Regions from separate parts of the Mus musculus genome. Here region 2 is linked to region 1. Evidence: chromatin contacts called from public ChIA-PET data. All regions are on one chromosome and are shown on one strand. The core of a region is the stretch at or near the end of the contact, and the rest is flanking DNA. Distances in the headings are between cores, read along the strand shown. Region 1 holds the start of Gzmk (granzyme K). Region 2 has its middle 17 kb from the start of Gm41069.

Evidence for each region. ChIA-PET counts read pairs in DNA pulled down with a chosen protein or histone mark.
Region 2: an RNA polymerase II ChIA-PET map of effector CD8 T cells shows a contact between it and region 1, with 14 read pairs. The contact joins the enhancer-like site here to the promoter of Gzmk in region 1. A contact is called at or near these places in 1 of 39 promoter capture datasets (macrophages), 1 of 15 datasets of contacts at CTCF or cohesin (CD8 T cells), 2 of 484 Hi-C or Micro-C datasets (nephron progenitors and neural stem cells), 5 of 115 datasets of contacts at active chromatin or transcription factors (CD8 T cells, effector CD8 T cells, embryonic stem cells and 1 more) and 1 of 9 other capture datasets (adipose tissue).

The regions. Positions count from the first base shown.
Region 1 is chr13:113,175,365-113,182,252 of GRCm38.p6, reverse strand. Gzmk (granzyme K) reads left to right here and starts at 1,288. Exons shown (of 5, transcript NM_008196.2): 1 at 1,288-1,416; 2 at 1,671-1,818. The coding sequence starts at 1,356.
Region 2 is chr13:113,239,134-113,245,989 of GRCm38.p6, reverse strand. No RefSeq gene overlaps it. Among named protein-coding and RNA genes, the nearest start is that of Gm41069, 17 kb to the right of the region's middle. Within about 2 kb of position 3,954, at least 43 of the 459 cell types and tissues checked have an H3K27ac peak or open chromatin away from gene starts, as enhancers often do. A contact at or near this core is called in CD8 T cells, effector CD8 T cells and macrophages, where this site is marked.

The DNA.
Region 1 (6,888 bases), core at 39-2,538:
GTTCCAATGCTGTGGCTTTGGGCAAACGAACCACTCTCAGTTTATCTTAGTTTATTGCATACTTGCTGTGCTGCCTTCTTCACAGATAGAGACATGAAGATACAAATGATCAGGGAACGGGAATTTTGAAAATCGCTTAATGCATTCAACTTACATAACAGTTAAATTATGCTATATAATGAATAATATTAACTTTCATTCTTATTTTCTTATCAAAGAACAGTTTTGTAAGATTCTTCTGACATCTACCAAGCATAACAGTTTTGGTTGTTTGTTTGTTGTTGTTGTTGTTGTTTTAAATAAAAGACAGATTTCGTAAATCTTAAAAAAATTAAAAGTTTTGTAAGTTTTGGTAAATGGGGCTCTTGTGGCTAATCTTATCTAAGTATGTTTGAGCCTACATTATAATGTATGTACTTGCATACATGGAGAGACTCCTGCAGAATCCTGAGTGTGATGGATAGAGGGTGTATGAGAAGGCCTGGCATTGTGTTGTCATGTGTCACTGGGAAGACTGATGACATACAGTCCTTTTAACAGACATTATTAAGGCCCTGGGTAAACATGTGGTCATTTTCAACTAAAATTGAGTCAAAGAGAGTTTGAGTAAAAAATATGTTGCCAGTATTCCTCTTTAATAACATTATTAAATCTCTAAAAAAAATGTAACTAAAATTTAACCAAATCTGGTCACATTTAAAGGAAATGGTAAGACAAGGAATGTGCATCCTATGAGACATGTGGGTTTCTCTGGATGACATTCAAGTGACATCTAAATCACACCGTAAAGCTTTCGAGGATCTGTGCGAGACTCTGTCCTTCTCCATCACAAATCCATCCATGCAAAGAGGCAAAGGGGAAGTAAACCCGATAGGCACCGTTTCATGCTGAGGGAACTGTTAGAGCATTGGTTCTTAGTGCTGCGACCTTTTAATAGAGGTCCTCATGTTATAGTGACTCCCAACCATAACATTATTCCATTGGTACTTCATTACTTCATTTGGCTATATAATGCAAATATCTAATATGCAGGATATCTGATATGAGACTCCCAAAGGTGTCGTGACCCACAGGTTGAGAGCCACTGCTTTAGAGCAAAGAACAGCTTTCAACTGTCTACACCTCTCTGGGGTCTTCTGGCCTGCGTATCTTTTATTCCTTCACCCGTTGTACCGGAACTTCCCCCAGACTAATAGAGGCTTTGAAACCTTGGGTGTGAAAAATCTAACGTCTGGGACGTGTGAGGTGAGAAACCTGCAAGAACAACAAGAACCAAAACCCATCTTCACAGTCTCCTTCATCAACCACGAAGCAAGCAGTTTGTCCGTGCTCCTTAACACCGAAGCCCTGTAATTATGAGGTTTTCTTCATGGGCTCTGGTTTCCCTGGTGGCTGGCGTTTATATGTCTTCAGAGTGTAAGTATCCCATACCCCTGGCTTATGTGTAATGATGTGAATCTTTAGTGATTGTGTTGTTATTCTGTAAACAGTGTTTCCCCTCTTACCTGTTTTGGTTTATACAACTGCTAGCCGGAAAAGGTACACTAAGTATTGAGCACCGTTGTTGTTTTATTAGTCTTAGAAAGGGATATAAGGGTAATGGTGCCTGCTATCAGAGGAACGAGATGTCACTGCTGGATCGTGTAAAATCTTTTGGCTTACTTTTGCAGGTTTCCATACTGAAATTATTGGAGGGAGGGAAGTCCAGCCGCATTCCAGGCCATTTATGGCGTCCATCCAGTACCGCAGCAAGCATATTTGTGGAGGAGTCCTGATCCACCCACAGTGGGTGCTAACAGCCGCCCACTGCTACTCTTGGTGAGTCCCCTGTGCTTTTCCATGCAGGTGGTTGTCTATGTCCAAGATGAAGAACACACACAGGGTAAAGTCTAGTCAATGAATTAAGTACAGTAAGATTAACCAAGGCGATAAGAGGACAATTAAATCAATCTACTCTCGTATGTCATTTAAATTGCATGTATCATTTATCTCTGGAATATTTCATGTAATGTTTGCTACAGCAGTGGACCGCAAGCAACTGAAATTGCTGAGAGGAAGCCTGTGGACAAGGGGAAGTTACTGTCTCTTCTTTGGTGGGCTTTTGAGAACTGGTGTTTCTATTTAGATATTTCAGCAGAATATTTAACACGTTCAGTAAGCAGAGATACATCACAGAGGACACTGTGAGTGTGTGCCCTGGTGCTGGATTTGCAGACTCCTTACTTCCTCAGCCTTACCCTTCACCCCAGAATTCCAAGGCTCACACTCTGGAAATCACAGCAGTAAGAAGCAGGCACTTCCTGAGGTTGGGGGAGCACAGTTAGAGAAGGTTTATAAAACGTGAAGCAGAACACGGTATTCGTCTTTAGGATATTGAAAGGAGGCTTTCCAGACTGTGGAGGACAACCTCCAAGTCTCTTTCAGCTTAAGATGAAGTATAAAATCTATCTCGGGTTGCTGCAAAGATACCCCTGATGTGATCTATCTCAGGTTGCTGATCTCGGGTTGCTGCCAGTAGACCCCTGATGTGGCGCTCACTTGAGTATTCTGACTTTGTTTCTTCTGTTTCCATATTTGCTTTTTAAAGCTTGGCTCCCAGTTCTTTTTTCCCTTACAACAGTATAGTGTTTCACTTAAGAACTTATTTTAGGGACTGGAGAGATGGCTCCGTGCTTAAGAGCACTTACCGCTCTTATAGAAAACCAGGGCTAGACTGAAATGGTGGTTCACAACCATCAGCTAACTCTAGTTACAGGTATCCAATGCCCTCTTCTGATCTCTGCATGTACCATGCATGCATGTGGCACACAAACATACATATAAGCAAAACACTCACACACAAAATAAAGTGAATAAAAGCAATAAAAAATAAGCAGGCATGATTTCATATGCTTTTAATCCCAGTACTCAGGAAGCAGAGGCAGGCAATCTGTGTAAGTTCAAGGCTTGCCTGGTCTGAATTCCAGACTAGCCAAGGATTGATAGGCATACATATAAATGCACACACACACACACACACACACACACACACACACACACACACATATGATTGTTATATACATCAAAACCAGCTAAACAAAACAACTGACTTGATTCACCCTGCTTTGGGTAGTGTATGGTGTATGGTTGTCCCATTTTAATGGAACCATGTTGGATGCTCAGCAGCCTGGAAACAGGGAAACGACAACCCCTCTGTTCCTACAGAGTGAGTTGCTGGATTCCACCATCACATCCTCACCCACCCTTGCACCTCCCCCCCACCCACCCAGACTTCTCTCCTGCTCTCTGCAGCACTAGAGAATTTCATTCAAAGCGAAGTTCGTGCCTCTCCAAATACCTGCTCACTCGCAGCTCCCCAGACACGGAGCTAAATGTAGAGACGCTCGACAAATGAGGTAGAAAGCAGAAGCGAAGGAGAGGATTTGGGTTGGGGGCTAAGTGTGAAACGTGGCATATGACGTATGAAGTCCCAGCAGGAAGGGGATAATATTGTTATTTTTTAAAAATTTGCCTAGAAGATTAAACTCAAGGAAAGCACATTTACAAATTGGAAGAGGGAAATAGCTTTAAAATAATAATAATAATATAATGGAAAGGGAAGGGAGAAAAGAAGGGAGGGGGAGAAGGAAGGAAGGAGGAAGGGAGGGAGGGAGGGAGGAAGAACTGAAGTGTGGTCTTGGTGTCTTACAAAAGGGCCTTGGAGTTTAAAAAAAAAAAATCTTGCTAAATATTATTTTAAATGGCTGGCATATAAACAACTCTGAACTATGTGGATCGAATTTCCTCCAAGGGAGATTTGGGTGTAAAAATGTAGGCAGATCACTGCTTGGAAAAATATTAAGTCTTATGAAATTCAAAATATTTATGAAACAGTTCAATGGTGGCTTCCCACAAATGTACTCAAAGGCTCCTGAGGGAACAGTTTACCAAGCCAGGCCTCCTTTCAGCACAGTGACAAAGTAAGCCAAATTTGGGAAGAAGTCTCTCTCTCTCTCTCTCTCTCTCTCTCTCTCTCTCTCTCTCTCTCTCTCTCTCTCTCTCACCACCCATGTATTCTATTCCTCCCTCCGTGTCTTCTCAGTTATCCATGGTGGCAAAGGCGGGAGGATCTCTAGTTTGAGGCTAGCCTGAGACACCTAGCAAGGCCCGGTCTACAAGGAAAGAAAGGCAGAAGAAATACAGTAAGGAAAAACCCACTTTTGCATAATTTACTTTGACTGGTCAAAAGCAAACCTCTTACCCCTGTGCCTCCCTCCTTCCTTGAGTCTCTTCTCTCCTGCCTAAGTAAAGGAACCGTCCTGGACCCCTCCCACACACCTCCAGTTTCAAAGGCAAAGGAATGCAACTGTTTCTTATTTTATTGTTCTGGGGCTTGAACCCTTGGGGGAATTGAACCAGAGGCCTTGTGCCTGCTAGGCAAGCGGTCTACTACTACACCCCATGCCCAAATCAAGAGCTCTTACCCTGCCTGGGTGTACATCCCAGACCCTCCAACCTACTATCTTCTTGGGTTCAATTTACTTAAACCCGCAACCGGCAGACCACATGGCTCCAGCCTGTGGGAAGCCACATGTGCCTTTGCAGAGTGGCACTGACTACTGCTGGCCACCATGCATAAGTTTGGACAAACAACCAATGTGTACATATGCAGTAAAGTTTTTTGCAAAGACACTGCCTGGCCCGGGCATGATAATGAGGCTTTGGGAATATAACCAATCAGATGTGAGACATGCAAATGAGGTATGATAATGAGGCTCTGTGAGGTACAAAGAGAGAGTAGCCAATCAGATGAGGAACATGCAAATGAGGCTTAGTGCATAACCAATTCGGGTGTGAGACACGCCTCTCTTAGGCCTATATAAGCAGCACCAGTTCTGGGCTTGGGGTCTCTTCGCCTCTGCAATCAAGCTCTCCCAATAAACGTGTGCAGAAGGATCCTGTTGCAGCATCGTTACTGCTGGCCAGTCCGGCGCGCCAAGACCAGCCAAGTCATCTCAATTCAGAGGTCTCTCTGGGCCGAGCTCCTGAGTCCCTTGGTAGATCGTTGCCACGCCAACCCCACACAATGACGGTCCAGCCCACGTTCAGCCACAAAACACCCATTTACCCCATAGAAACAAAAGTCAAGAAGCTTATAATTAACCAATCAGATTTATGTATCAATAAATTCTCAATTTACAAGATGCCAGCACAATAATTTCAGAACCAATTGAAAATGATAAAAGCTTTATCCCAATTATTCTAACCTTATGATATCGTAACTACCTGTGGCTGGTTAAAGCCACATTGGCTCAGTGTGCCTCCATCTTGACCTGCCTCCTTCTCTCTCCCTATAACTCTTAGCTCCGCCTCCCTTCCCCCTGTCCAATCACAGGCCTCCTGCTGCCCTGAATTTTTTAATGTGATTGGACAGGGAAAATCCTGTCACATGAACCTCCACTTCCTGGTCCGTAAAATGAGCATCATCTTCACAGGTAGCTCACTGGGCTGCTGCTTTGGCGATGGAAAAGTATGAAAAGCATAGCGCAGAATGCAACACCTTAGCAAACGTTATCAACTGTACCGTCATTGTGGCCTTCTATGGCAATAACCAGCCATGAACACGGTGGTCCTCTTGTATTGATGGTGGGACAAGACTGGGAGTATTTTGCTTTCTGACAGCCAGCAACTTTTCTCTGTGTGAGCAAAGAGAGATTCCAAGACATTGGAACCCTGCCTTTGATGCCAGACCTCAGGAACGGCTTTCACCAGGAGCTCTGCTCAGCATCAAGACAGGCTGGCCGAAAAAGCAAGATGTTAGAGAAGCAGAGAAAAGAGGGAGGGAGGGAGGGAGGGAGGGAGGGAGGGAGGGAGGGAGACAGGCAACACGGAAACAACACTATACCCGAAGGTTTAGGTTCTGTATCCTCTCTGTGTGAGATGGGTCACTTCGAACCAGTCAGAGGTCTAATGAGACAAATGCAGCCCAGTGACTTTTATGCTGAGAAGAGTATCTGGGCCCCGTTGAGAAATATTGGCAGTCATCTTCAGCAGAGAGTGAAAGAAAAAACATACTATAAGCAATACTGTGATTCTACTCCATATGTAATTCCATCACTGGGCAGTCAGGGTGGGACTTAGGAAACTCCATACAAATCCCTCCATATGTGTAAGGCCACTCCTAGAAAAACTTTCTGATGTACAAATTAATGAGCCTGACGCTATTACTTCTCTCCCGTGCAAATTCATATCTAGATTGAAATAAAGAGAAGGATCGAGTAAAGGGACATCAAGTAAAGGGACTTACTATGAAGCTGCCTGACAACCTGAGAGCTGACTCCCGAAAGCTGTCCTCTAACCTCTATGCACACACCACAGTACGTGTGTGTGTGTGTGTGTGTGTGTGTGTGTGTAAAAAAGGTTTTTGTTTGTTTGTTTGTTTGTTTGTTTTTAAAGAAATAGAATCAGATGAGTGGTGGTGAGCACTCCTTTAATTCCAGCACTCAGGAGACAGAGGCAGATTAATATCTGTGAGTTTGAGACCAGCCTGGTCTACAAAGTGAGTTCTAAGACTGTTACACAGAGAAGCCCTATCTCAAAACAAAACAAAACAAAACAAAACAAACAAAACAAAACAAAAACTCTGTCTCAAAACAAACAAATAAACAATAGACAACTAAATAAAACCAGAGAAGAGAGAGGGAGAGAGGGAGGGAGAGAGAGAGGGAGAGAGAGGGAGAGAGAGGGAGAGAGAGAGAGAGAGAGCAAGAGAGAGAGAAAGAGAGAGAGAGAGAGAGAATTCTAGAACTCAGGTAATTTTATTTATTCCATGGGCAGAAAATTTGACCATGGTGGGACAGTTGAAATTCAAGGAGCAGGGTTATTTAGCCTGTCCCTGCAGAGACAAAA
Region 2 (6,856 bases), core at 2,705-5,204, 61 kb before region 1:
GGAGCTAAAGGGAACTGCAACCCTATAGGTGGAACAACAATATGAACTAACCAATACCCCCCGGAGCTCTTGACTCTAGCTGCATATGTATCAGAAGATGGCCTAGTCGGCCATCAGTGGAAAGAGAGGCCCATTGGTCGTGCAAACTTTATATGCCTCAGTACAGGGGAATGCCAGGGCCAAAAAGTGGGAGTGCGTGGGGAGGTGAGTGGGGGGGAGGGTATGGGGGACTTTTGGGATAGCATTGGAAATGTAAATGAGGAAAATACCTAATAAAAAATATTTAAAAAATAAATAAATAAAATGATTAAGGCCGTGAAAAAAAAAACAATGGGAAAATTTTGTATTGCCCCTCTCTCCTCCTTGTGCCTAAAGCCTGCAGACCAGTGTCTTTCCCACCCAATCTCCGGGACTAGCGAGCTGCCTCTCTGCGCTTTCAAAGCACCAGTAGACAACCGTGTCTCTCCCTAAGGTCCCAGCGTGCGAGTTTGTGATCACAGAGGAGATACTTTGATAGATTACAGATTGTTCTCAGCAGCTGACCTAGACATAACATCACCACTTCCTGATCATATTGATATATGTTTCTATTATTTGCTTATTTGCGCCCGAGAAACAATTCGTTTTTGTTGTCTTACCATAAACAACACTGCACGGTCTCTGTATTAAATCATAATTATTTACCCGTTGCAGTTCATGCACCTTTGTCCCTGGGGAATCTAGTGACGTGAATTTACAGGAACATCAGGGTATTTCTCACCAACGGCTTCCTGTTATTGATGCTTTTGTTTGCTTGTGATCTTTTTTTTTTTTTTCACTCATTCAGTTTCTCAAGGGAAAAAACAAACAGGCACGTGACAATGATCAGAGTCATGGGATCTCTTCTGGGGACCTTGCAGATGTGTGTTTGTGAAGGGCTGAACCCTCTGACAAGGCCAAGCACTGTGGGATTGTGTAGACAGACAATTGCTTATCATTCATTTGTTTCCATAGCTTTCCCACGCGCCTCAGATCCCTATCTCAGTGAACAGGCTCTGTCAAAGAAATCCCACAGTCCTGGAAGAGACTTGTCTTGAGGTAAAAACTGGATAAAAACAGGAGACTTATTGATGAGATGCATTTGATTATTAACAACTCTGAAACAAGGCCAGGCGGTGGTGGCACATGCCTTTAATCCCAGCACTTGGGAGGCAGAGGCAGGTGGATTTCTGAGTTCGAGGCCAGCCTGGTCTACAGCATGAGTTCCAGGACAGCCAGGGCTACACAGAGAAACCCTGTCTCAAAAAACAAAACAAAACAAAACAAAAACAAACACAAACAAACAAACAAACAAACAAAAAAGAACTCTGAAATACCTGTATCCAAAGTTTACATTTTCACCTGCCAGATCATCTATTAGGTCACTCATGGGCCTATGGGTTCTCGTTGGCTGAAGTAGAAAACTGAATTTCCAAACCTCAGACACACAGAAAATATGCCCAAGTTATTTAGTCTTTCTGTACCATTCATTAGTCTAATGTGCATTTATCACGGTCTATTCAAGGGCCACTTTTAACCAAGCAGTAAGACTCCTTATCCCCAAAAGCATTCAGGAAATCACCACAGCTTTTTATAAGCCCCTCCTGTCTATCAGTATGCTAGTTCATGTGAGCCCATGACAGTCCAGAATTCTGCTGTCCAAGATGTCAGCCAACTATGGTTATTTAAATTTAGATTTACTAAAAGTAAATGATAGTAAAGTTTCTTTTTCCTTCCCTCCCTTCTACCTTACCTTTTCCCCTCCCATCTCTTCTTTCTTTCTTTCTTTCTTTCTTTCTTTCTTTCTTTCTTTCTTTCTTTCTTTCTTTCTTTCTTCCTTCCTTCCTTCCTTCCTTCCTCCCTCCCTCTCCCTCCCTCCCTCCCTCCCTTCTTCCTTCCTTCCTTTTTTTTCCTTCCTTCCTTCCTTCCTTCCTTCCTTCCTTCCTTCCTTCCTTCCTTCCTTCTTTCTCTCAACTGCCCACTTTCAATTGTCATCAGACACACAAAGCTAGAGCTCCCATCACGGACAGTTCTAAATATTAACAGCCCCATCCCATCCCTTCACAGAGCTCCTTTGGGCGTGATGCTCCGGGATGCAGCTTCACCTGCTGCTGAACCTTCCAGGTGATTATTTATTAATGAAAGTTGCAGCTAAAAGTTCACATTTGCAGACCTCTCGGTTTCTGTTTGCTACAGTGCTAGGAACTCTCTTGGACCTGATCGCTCCTCTTTTCATCTCCCGCCCTCAAGTTTCATTCTGAATAAAGAGCATAAACCAGTTTGATGATTTGTTAGCACGTCCCTCAGGGACTGTGCCGACTTAGACAGGTTAACAGTGTTTCGTTCCTTCTCTTTCTCCGTCTCCTTTCCTTTAAAATGTCAAGCAGTTGCAAGTTGAGTTGGACACCATATATATAAGTATAAGAGAGTCGGTTGTGCAAAGATTCTATTGACTGGGCCAGGAAACTGGCAGGTTAAAAGCACTTGGTTCATATGTCTGATAATCCTCAGTTGGATCACCAGAGCCATGGGTGACAGGGAAAACTGACTCTTGGAAGATGTCCTCTGACCTCCTTTGGCACACTCATGCACACACACAAACACAAACACAAACACGCAGGCATAGATATTAGATACAATCATTTTTAATAACTTGAAAATTCTGTTTATGTTCAGATGATTTTGACATCACTTTTTGCTTATACAGCAAATTAAATATTGTTACCTCTTAAATATTGTGTTACCTCCCCCTACCCCCACCAGCCCCTCCACCTAAGGCACGGTAGCTAAAAAAGTTGCCCCGTTAAATTAATGACTGACTTAATTTAATCTAAGTACTGCCTTCAAACCTTTGCTCAAGGCACAGTAACAGAATGTAACCATTACAAGATAAACAGTGCCTGAGTAGGAAGAGCGGAGGGCATGCACTTAGCCAAAGAGTATCTTTTTAATTTATAGACATGTGGTCCTGGTATTAAACTGAAGATTCTTTTTCAAGCAAAGAAAAGATAGCTTCCATCTACCCACTTTGTTCCTGGGACGCCTTAGGTTTGATTCTAGGGAGAGGCGTTCTCTGCTGAGAAGGATTTTCATGTCCGTGGATCAGATCTCTTGCCAAGGTTTTACCATCACCTGAAGCAGTGCATGAAGCAAAATCACAAACCAGGCTTCCACCAAGCTCCACCCACTCCCTTCCAGGCTTAGATCTAGGCATGGGGTGAGCACTAGGCCCAGCAGCAGAGCCACCCAGCAGGACTTTGCTCTGCAGTTTCTCTCTTCCTTTATTAAACTCCCTAGCCTAGAGGCAGCCAGCCTAGTTGTTCCTCAGCTTCTCCATCTACAACATGCTTCTCTCACACAGAGGACACTGTGAAGACTGCACACTGTCAGACTTACAGAGCCCCCCTCCCCCCCCAAAGCCCTGGCACATGGTAGATGTATAATATTAAGAGTGCTAATTTTATCCCCTTTGTATTTGCATCCAATGAGCAGGGAAACAGATAAACCAAACGGCCACCGCTCACTAATAACTAACATCAGAGGCAGAATGTGGCAAATGGCTGGGAAGGTAACAAGCAAACGTGGCAAATGTCTTGTGAGTGCACAGGAAGGAGAGTGCTTCAGCGGCAGACAGTGTCAAGGAGGAAGCGGAAGTGGAAGCTTTTGTTTTGCAGAGTCACAAGATGCTGGGAAAGCAAAGGAGGCCAAGGCAGTCACTGGACTGATCCAAAGAGTGTATGTGTAGGTCGTACAGAGAGAGAGAGAGAGAGAGAGAGAGAGAGAGAGAGAGAGAGAGAGACAGAGACAGAGACAGAGACAGAGACAGAGACAGAGACAGAGACAGGGAGATAGAGCACCATGTGAACAAGGGAAAGAGGAAGGGAGAGAAAGGGAGGGAGGGAAAAGGAAAGGAGAAGGGAGGGAGAGAGGGGGGAGGGACAGAGACAGAGACAGGGAGATAGAGCACCATGTGAACAAAGGAAGGAGGAAGGGAGAGAAAGGGAGGGAGGGGAGTCCCTGTGTAGTATAGCCCTGAGATTGTAGAGCACTAGAAGATCAGTCTGGAAGCAGAGGGCATGAGCAAGCTGACAAAAGTTTCAAAGGCCAGTGCAGACAGACATGTGCTGCCTGTGGGCCACAGGCTCCACGGAACTCAGGGCTAGGAACGCTGCCCAACATAAACCGTAAACATACTTATAACATTAGGAGATCTATCTGGAAAGAGCAATTTTGGGGGCTTGACTAAATTGATTGTTTTGTTGTGTGTTTGTTTGTGTGTTTGTTTGTTTGTTTGTTTTTCAAGGCAATGTTTCTCTGTATAACAAGCCCTGAGTGTCCTAGACTTGCTTTGTAGACCAGGGTGGCCTCAAACTTACAGAGATCTGCCTGCCTCTGTTTCCCACCTGCTGGGACTATAGGCTTGCACCACCGTGCATGGGGCTGTAATTGTTTGATTCTTAAGTGTGGACTTTGTGCATGACAACACTAATATGTTGTCTCAATGTCAAACAGGGGACACACCTGGAATTTAATTAAACCTTGATAATTAACCTCATGACCTTGTTAATGGTCTCCTTTTCCCCTGCTGTGGCACATACAGAGAACAAATGTTTGTACAGCACAGTGTGTAGACAGGTGAGGCTGCCTTTGACAGAAGCTGCAGAGAAGCTCAAGGGAGGGCTGGAGTGGTGGCTCAGTGGTTAAGAGCACCAACTGCTCCTCCAGAGGTCCTGAGTTCAATTCCCAGCAACTGCATGATCTGCATGATGGTTCACAACCATCTATAATGGGATCTTTCGAGACAGGGTTTCTCTGTGTAGCTCTGGCTGTCCTGGAACTCACTCTGTAGACCAGGCTGGCCTTGAACTCAGAGATCCACCTGCCTCTGCCTCCCAAGTGCTGGGATTAAAGGCGTGCGCCACCACTGCCTGGCCTGGTGCCCTCTTCTTGTGTGTCTGAAGACAGCTACAGTGTGCTCATATAAATAAGATAAATAAATCTTTAAAAAAAAAGAGGTCACGGGATCACCATCTCCACACACCTGTAACTGCTGTGATAAACATGGTAGCACAACATTTGGGGTAAGGGTGAGATCCCTGCTCTAAGCAATGGGGACAGGAGAGGATTTGAGAACAGGCTGTTAGCACTGGGACTTCCTAGTCTCTTGTCAACAGTCCAAACCGTAAGTACATGTCTGCTGAAGTCCAGAGAGTGTTAGAAGACTCTGGGGGAAAGATATCCTTATATACTGAGCTTTGGCTCAGTCTTCTATTTACAAAACTAATTGTTTGAGTAAGGGTGTCCAACTTAATAGTATATTTGAATACATAGAAGTACAATTTACTTACATTCAGTTTCCTGGTAGGAATGGTGACACTCTTGAAATCAAAGCATGTCCGTGCCCGAATGGACAAGCAAGTTATCTCTTCCCCAGAACAAGAGAGTTACAGAAGGAAATGCTCCAATCGTTTGTCTGAACTGCAATCCTTCGCTTAAGCTTCAGTCCCTGGCTGTTACCCGTGCTCTCAATTTTCCTGACTCTGAGGGAAACTTTAAATGTGTATACAACACTGAAAATTATGAAAGCTTTTGCCCAGCCTGGAGTAAACCACCAAGGTACACGGTATGCTTATCCAACCATGTTAGCAAGCGTTGGGCCCAGCAAGGCTGCCAGAGGTCTTCCTATCAATAGTCAATCATTTCTTTCTCTCTCTCTCTCTCTCTCTCTCTCTCTCTCTCTCTCGATTTAGTGTGTGTGTTCCTAAGTATTAGACTTTGATTTAGTCTTCTGTTTACAAAGCTAATTGTTTGAATAAGCGTGCCTGGCTTATTAACATGTGGGAATACTCAGAAGAACTGTTTATCTATAGCCAATTTCCTGGTGTGAATTGCATGTCAGTACCCAGTATCTGTGGGTGAGGATGTGCATGTGAGTGTAGGTATCTTTAGATGTCAGAAGAAGGTGTAAGATCCCCTGGAGTTGAAGTTACAGACAGTCATGAGCGAGCCTTATATACTGGGATGAATTGGATCTTGGGAACCAAACTCAGGTCCTGTACAAGAACAACGAGTGCTCTAACCACCGGGCAACCTCTCCAGTGTCCACTTCACTCTGTCTTTCTGACATATTAATTGCTACTCACAGGAAGGCCCATACCACCAACATAAATCTATTGAATAAGAAAAAACTGAACTTGGACCCAAAATCAAAGCAGGAAGTTATATTTTATTTATTTCATTACAAATATTTTGGATTTTTTGTTTGCTTAGTTTAGTTTAGTTTAGTTTTGGTTTGCTTTTCTGTATATATGTGTATGTATGTCTGTGTGAGCGTGTTATAGCCACGTGTGTTTGAGTGCCCTCAGAGGTGTTGGAGCCCCTGGAGCCAGAGTTATAGCATTTGTGAGCCACCTGACATAGGTGCTACAAATCAAACTTGGGTCCCCTATGAGAGTAATACTTGCTCTTAACCTCTGAGTCATTTCAATAGCCTTCGGGTCTTGTTTTTCTCTACGTGTCATATTTTAAGAAGATACTTAATTGGGGGTTGGTCTGGTGCTGTTATCTATACAAAAGCTAAGTTCTGAACCCTAAGATCTGGTTGTACCCAGACAAGTGAGTTCTCATATACACCAGCCTTTGTTCTGTAAACCTTACTCCCCAATTTAAAGCTATTGGTTAGCAAAGGGCTATAGCTTGTGACTTGGCAGTAGAGAGATAAAGGAGGGACCTAAGAATACAGTGAGGGGTCTGGGGAGAGACCGTGGGAGGAAAGGAGAGAGAAGATGAAAAGAGAAGACAGTTGTCATGAGGCCTGTGGCCAGAAGAAATACACCCT